Linked DNA regions of Arachis hypogaea: region 1 is linked to region 2. A link is a contact called in public Hi-C data. All regions are on one chromosome and are shown on one strand. Each heading gives the region's core, a stretch centred on a gene start, on an enhancer-like site or on the middle of the called end of the contact. The rest is flanking DNA. Distances are from core to core; before and after follow the strand shown.

Region 1 (4,034 bases), core at 1,130-3,629, 44 kb after region 2:
TATTGAGGAGTATTGGATTAAGACAGGTTTAATGAGTCCAATTTCACCAACCATAAAAAGGCCTGTTGGTCGCCCAATACAGAGGAAAATAAGAGATCCTAGTGAAAATGAGGCTGATAGAACAAAAACTAAGAAGAGATTTAGAGTTACTTGTAATAAGTATGGAGAATCAAGACATAACTTCAAGACTTGCAAAGGAGCTCCAGCCCCAAGGAGAAAAACTGCAAAGTTGAAGAAAAGAAACACAAATAAAGGGGCAGAGGAGATCCAACTAACACAATCTGCCCCACAACCACAGGTGATCATTCTTTATTTTAGTTTTTGAGATTCTTGTATTTTTAAAAAGTTGACGGGGACTAAATCTAGGTTTTTAAGAAATAGTTGGGGATTAACTTGTCTTTTTTAAAAGTTGATAAGGACTAATCTGGTTATATTTGACATGTTTATTTGGTTGCAAAATGGAGTTTCTAGTGGTTCCCAGCCGCACTCATCTGCTAATACTGGAAATCCAACCCCTAATTTGGTTAGTTTTATGTACATCATACAATAATACGTGTTAACCATAACTCTAGATTATAGGAGATTGCTTGACTTATGTTGTACAATGCTTGCATTGTCTTTTAGAAAGCAACCACCAACGTTAGACCCATTGTTCCAACTATGCCAATATTGGAAATATCAGAGGGCTAACCACTAGTTTAGTAAGTTTAGAATGCCTTTACTCAAATTGCTTTCATATGCTTCTTATATAGTTACAACATTTGAGATATTATCATTGATGTTGCTTTAATTTACAATTTTAGCCCACTACAAGTCATAGCAAAACAACCTGTTGTGAGGCCACACCAACCTGGACCAAACTTTTCACTAACTACTTCTGGCACTCCACCACCCATCTTCCCACTTAATTCACAGGTTCAGCAACACCATGGAGTCTCCATAGAAACAATGACTACTGCAAGCAAGGGCACTGCCTCCAAGATGTTTCAGTTCATTCCAAACCTAGGATTCAAGCACCCAAGAAAAAAGTAATCTACCTGAAAAGTCATCTAGCTGTTGATTTTATTTTTTGAAAAAAACTAAGAACATATTTGTCTTTTATGTGTTGTGTTGCTGGATGTGATTGGATAAACTTGAATTTGTTTTTTGATGAGAGATGTATAGTACTCTCTTAGGAGTTCATGCACTACTGTATGATTAACTTTGGTTGGCATTTTGATTGTTCATCCAGTGAACTTGTTTGTTTAAAACTTATGTTTAGGTACAAAACCTTTTTAATGGTGGTTGATATCTAATTTGTTATATGTGTTACTTTATCTTTTAAAAATTTTTCGTTCAAATAAGTTTCATTTTATTCAATACAAACAAATAGCAACCAAACTAGACATTTTCAACATTATTCATTCGACTAAATCTAGGCCCCTATATCACTTACAAAACAGCAATGGCTACTGCTCGTGTCAATATTAACACTACAAAGACAATAATAACAAACACTATACTAGTACATATATTCTTGCATTCAATCTTTGGGGCACCATTTTCATGAACATCTAACATGTCAACTCTGCTTTGCAGCTCCATGAGTTTTTGTTGCACTTCATCAGCAGCAGTACACAACGAACTAACATTAGCAACATCAACACCACCCAACATAACATCTTCCACAGCACCATGATTATTCTTGATATTAAAAATCAGGTCAACCCATGCAAAGAACTTTTAGTGAGAAAGCTTTTCCTGTTAATCACATGAACAACTCACTCGAACAACTTACTTATACATGGAAATCAACAAAAATTGAAGCTGCAATTTACCTTGTATAGCGGGCATCCGGAAAACAACCTCCTAGGATTTTCTAAAGTCCTTGAAATGGTGATTACAATATATAAACCACATAGGCATTTGGGGTATTCTCCTTTTGTCAACGTGCCCGAAATCACTACAGTTAGAACCACCATGTCTTCCACGACATTCGAACACGATGAACTTCCTTTGTTTGGAGTCATTCGACCTGAAACTGGGGTTTTAGAACCATGATGATGATGATGAAGAACAAATACGGTTTTAGCAGAGTACCTTAGGCTATCTTCCGCACGACTTGGAACTAAAAAAACGGTATCGTTCCTAACATAACCATAGGGACTGCATTGTCCGCTTCGATACACATGGCACTTAACGGCCACGTGTATAGTTAACGTTCCATGTAGACGACTTCCGTCAATCATTAACAGGCGAATTTGAACGGGAAATGGATTCATAATTAATTGGGTATTTAAAAGGCTCAGGGACTAGAGTGTTCATTGTAAAAATCATCGGGGACTGAATTGGGTAATTACTCATTTTTTTTAAACCCCTTCCATACGATGTCGTTTTATTATGAATGGAAAAAAAACCTAATTCAACGGCATCCCCAAACCATTCCCAACCTCACCTCACTCTGAAACACACTCTCACCTCTCTCACTCACCGCACGGTTGCCGCCGGTTGTCACTTGCCGCCGAAGCTTCGTTCTCTCGAATGATAAGGTACTCTCTCAACCTTTGATCAAATTTTAAACTTAACTATGTTGCAACTTAAGTGAAGTCTGGTAGTTCCGTGAATAAATGCAGATAGATATAGGTGAAAGCAATGAAATAAAGATTTAAATATCCACATTGGATTTTTGTGTTTTGTCTCATGAATTGATCTCTATTGTTTTGTTTCATCCATAGTTTTGAAAATTGGACCGGACCGATTGGTCAGACCGAACCGAAATCCAGTCGGTTTACACAAAAACGGAAGCTCCTTCATTTCTTTCTCCCTTTCTCCCTTTCTTTCATTCATTCAGAAAGAAATCACACAAACCCAGCCAAAAAAACCCCTAGCACTGTAAGCCTACACCCCCGCCGCAAGGAGTGGCATACTGCCGCCATCCGTCGCACTCAAAGTTCGGCGTCCGTCCGTCTATCTAGGTTCCCTCGTGCTCCAAGTCTTCAATCCTGTTCGCTTTCACCGATCGCGGCTGCTTCCTCGAGCTCGGCGTCCGTCGTCTTTGTCTGCTCAGCCGCGCTTCCGTCGCCGTTTGTTTGCCGTTCACGTTCGCGTCTTCGTTCAGCTGTCGTCTTCGTTCGCGTTCTTCGCCGTTCACGTTCGCTCGGCGTTCACCGTTAGAGTTCACTCGCCGTTCACCGTTCGAGTTCGCATTCGCGTTCGTCTGGAAGCCACGTTGCTCTGCTTCAAACTCTGCGACCAACCCGCGCGCTCCACCTAGCCGTCGAACTGCTCTCTTTTGTCGCCGCCGTGAGTTCCCTAAACCTGCCACCAGACAATACACTCACAACACCAATACTCTGCTTCAAACTCTGTAACTTCTGATTTCTATTACAATAAGTAACTATTTGATTTGTTAGTGGTTTGGATTTTTTCATAGACTGAATTAAAGTTACAATAGTTATGTTCTCTTCTCTATCACATTGATATTAAGCTTTGAATTCTCTTATTTCATTTTAATTTTACCGCACTCAACATGTTTGATGAAATGCTTTAACCATATTTCTGGTTGGTTTTATAATTTCTAGCTTTCAGAAACTTAGTAAGTCGATTGCATGTGAAATTAGAATAATTGGATCTTAGTAATTAGGAAATTTTAGCTGCACAAATAGCATCTTTGCTGAAAACATATTAGCATGATGATTCCACTTGCATTAGTGTTCTTCTGGTAAATTTTAACTGTTATTGTGAATTTGTTAATTTGCTAATTGTTCGTATGTTGTTGTTCTATTGTTCTTCTGTTACTTGTTTTTTTGTTTTTGTTGTGATTTTCTGTTCTTGAACTTGTTAAGTTGATAATTTGCTAAATTGTTGGGCTGCTATTGTTTTAATTTGCTAAATTGTTAGGTTGCTGTGATTTAATTTGTTGGATTTTCTACTTAGGTCTTGTTCTTGTTTATTTGCTAAATTGTTGTTGTGTATTTATTGTTGTCTTTGAGATTATTGCTGGATATTGGTGATCATTGATTTATTATATGCTTCATTTTTCATTGTTTTGTTGA
Region 2 (3,724 bases), core at 294-2,793:
CCCACCATGGAAGGCAGAGTTGCGAAACGGCAACGTTTTAAATGAGGGACCTATCTGCCTGTTTGAGGAAATTTATCTGATCTATAATTGGTGACATTACCCTCAAATATATTCATTGTCCTTTTTTGGTTTCATTGAAAACACAGGTTGATGTATCTGGACCTGGTAGCTTGCAAAATTCTATCCTCCCTCTCATGACAATCAAATTGAAGATTCTCCTTCACATGTCACAAAAAAATGTCTCAGGCAATCACAAAGTATGCTAATTTTAAATGACTTAATGTGTATGTTGAACGATGGCTTGGAGGAGAGAGTGAAGCAGTTGGAAAATCTGTTGTTGAAAAAGAATGAGGATAGCCAAATTGTGAAGAAGCATACTGTTTTTGCTTTGTTTAGGGGTATATTAATTGGGGGCATTGGTAGTTGTAGTTGTGTTTTGTATGTATGTGGTGGTTGTTTAGGCAAGTTTTACTCCGTGTTGATTATCAAATTATTAGATTAAAATGTCTCATTATATTTAGATGGATATGCATGAAATCAATTGTGGTGAAATAGTATAAAAGAAACACATTGCTTTTGGTTTGTTTCATCCATTTTTATCCCGGTGTTGGAATAAATTTGAACAATCTAGATGTTGTGTCACTGATTTCAACTGCCATGTTCTTAGCACTAACATTCTTCTGGGCCTTGAGCCTGATTATTGTTTGCTTTGGACGTCTAAAAGGTTACTGAGCCTGAAATTAACAAAATTATTATGAGGATGTTTCATACAGATTTCAACATACGTATTAAGTCATTCAAAATTAGCATACTTTGGGATTGTCTGAGACATTTTTTTGTGACATGTGAAGGAGAATCTTCAATTTGAGCGTCATGAGAAGGAGGATTAGAATTTTGCAAGCTAGTAGGTCCAGATACATCAGCTTGTGTTTTCAATGAAACTAAAAAAAGACAATGAATATATTTGAGAATAATGTCACCAATTATAGGTTATTATCAGACAAATAGATCCCTATAGAAGCATAATCATCAAACAGATAGGTCCTCTTGAACAGGCATATAGGTCTGGTGGGGATGAATTTGTCCTCCACGAAATGACGTCGTTCGCCTCATGATCCAATACGACGTCGTTTTGTCCAGCTTGGATGGGGACCAAATTGTCCTGGAGGTGACACGTGGCAGTTAATCTGATACGTCAGCCCTTTAACCTCCACGTAGGACATCCTGACCGAGTCAAACTGCCATGGAGACGTATCTGGTATATAACTAAAAACATCAGAGTCAAAATTTTAGTTAAATTTTATTTGGGATAAATTTGTCCGATCGTAAATTTTTTAGAGACCTATTTAAAATATTACTCTAAAATTAATGTTAATTAATCATCTATTTTATCATTTTATCTATTTTTTCACTTTAGATGATTGATCAAATTCTTCGTAGAAACAAATGCAATGAAAGTGTTCTTTTTCTTATTCCAATGGGCTGGAGTCCAATAATGAAAGTTATTGATGTAGTGTTATTATTGCTAGAATAGAAAGCATGTGAGCCCAATAGTGAGAGATAGAAAGCCCAATACTAGTATATAAATGGCCCAAATAACTTTTCCAAAAGCATTATGACCAAAATATTATTCCAAAAGTATATTCTTTTCTTTTTCTAGGCTTTCTCAAATGCAAATGGATCTTCTCAACTATGTAGACTATTTTGTTTTCCCTCCATAGTTTGAAATCCTTCAAACAAAACTTAATATGGGTAGTGAAATTACTAGATACTTGAGGAACCCAATACCACAAAAAAAAAAAAGAACATGTGGGGAAATGATAGGTTATAATTTCATATTTATTGTATACCAAAAAAAAAAAATTTCATATTTAATAACCATGTTGGGTTGGTCTAGTGGTTAACTCACTAATTCACTTAAACAAGTGTTATGGATTCGAATCACGCCTTGTGCATGCAGCAACCCATTGGCTAGTAACAAATCCTTAAATGGAACTCCGATCCACGACAAATTAATCCTTTAACTTGCGAACTGAAAAATACCATAGAAAACAAAAAAAAATTTAAAAATTTCATGCTTATTTATTTATATTGTTCGTTGAGATAAGGGAGTAATATAAGAAGTGAAGATACCATGTTAAGTGATAATACTTATATGTCATATTAAGTGATAGGTAACATGCCATGTTAATTAAAACTAATATTTGTTTTTCCAAATTTTTTAAAATGATGACATGTGACATATCACGTGTTATAAATGATTAGTCACACCCTTTAATTTCTTTTAAAAACATTATTTTAAGCAATAATAAGTGTTAAATTTGTAAGTCATCTCATGCACTTATGATTTATTAGGAATCAAAATAGAAAGGGAAATGCTAGGGGGACAATGATTTTATTGAACAATATGAACAACCACCAATCAAATCAGAATACACTACACCTCTAATTTAATTTTCTAAATTTTAATATTAAAATAACCATCCGTACACTAGTAAAATAAACATCCGATATATTTATTGTTTATATTGTTTAATATTTTCATTGTTTACCTATACTTTTCCAAATAGAAAATACTCATTATTGTAAAATAATGTCAAAGACAAATGTTTCATGCACATAGTAAGTTAATGATGAAAGTAAACGTTTAATCAACAAAAATGATTAAAGGGTAGATTTAGCTATCTCTTCATGCAGATCACTTAACACTTGTACTCATGCCATTCAATATAATAATTGCGAAATATTTTTAGGAAAAATTAAAATTAAAAAAAAAATCTGAATCATCAACCGACCACCATGATGAGAGGTCCCAAAAGTCAAAATCACTATACCCTAATTTTGCAATTGTTAGCCTCCAATAGGAGCATCTAACTTTGCAAATTAACATATAATTAGGTAAAAATAACAGATATTTTTTTAAGAATTAATTTCAAGCTTAAATTATGAATATGAAAAAAAAAATAGTAAAAAGTGTTAATACTCAATGTGGTCCCTAAATTTATACGCGAGTCTCAATTTAGTCCTTGAAGTTTTAATTGTCTCTATTTAGTCTTCAAACTTTATAAACATCCCTCATATTAGTCCCTGAGACAATTTTCAGTACAAAAACATTAATGAAACGCTAATATAGACAGTCAGATATCACGTTGAAACTTATAAAATGATGCAGTTTTAGTTTTGACATTCAAATAGCTCATAAACTGCGTCGTATCACTTATTTTGTTAGGTAAAATTTTAATAAACACCACTTATGATATTGTTTTCGGGTTATTTGAGTGTCAAAACTAAAACGACATCATTTTATAAAGTTTAGTGTAGCATCTGGCTGTCTACGACAGTGTTTCGTTAACGTTTGTACGTTGAAAATTGTTTCAAGCACTAACATGAGTTATGTTTGCAAAATTTGAGGACTAAATAATGACAATTAAAATTTTAAAGATTAAATTAAAATTTACATGTAAATTTAGGACCAAATTAAATATTATCTCTACTAAAAAAAACTCTATTCCCTATAAAATTTCAAATACTCAAATAGAAATTATTTAAAAAAAAATAAAAAAGAAACTAAATATATATATCTAGCACTAAATTGGCTTTAATTTAAGAAGTGGGGGTAGGTGTTTGCATGAAGTAGGGCAAAATGTGAGTAATATGTAGCAGCCACGTAAGCATTATACTATTCATTATAATTATGAATTTATGAATATAACATCATTTAAAG

The links. A called contact is a pair of places that touch in the nucleus more often than the background predicts.
Region 1: a Hi-C map of an unstated tissue shows a contact between it and region 2, with 3 times the contacts expected there. The contact joins the promoter of LOC112726515 here to the enhancer-like site in region 2. A contact is called at or near these places in 3 of 8 Hi-C or Micro-C datasets (leaf and an unstated tissue).

What each region holds. Positions count from the first base shown.
Region 1 is chr12:4,919,764-4,923,797 of arahy.Tifrunner.gnm2.J5K5, forward strand. It overlaps LOC112726515 (pentatricopeptide repeat-containing protein At3g62890), which reads left to right and starts at 2,380. Exons shown (of 2, transcript XM_025775926.3): 1 at 2,380-2,528.
Region 2 is chr12:4,877,023-4,880,746 of arahy.Tifrunner.gnm2.J5K5, forward strand. No RefSeq gene overlaps it. Among protein-coding and RNA genes, the nearest start is that of LOC112726514, 22 kb to the right of the region's middle. Within about 2 kb of position 1,544, at least 1 of the 3 cell types and tissues checked has open chromatin away from gene starts, as enhancers often do.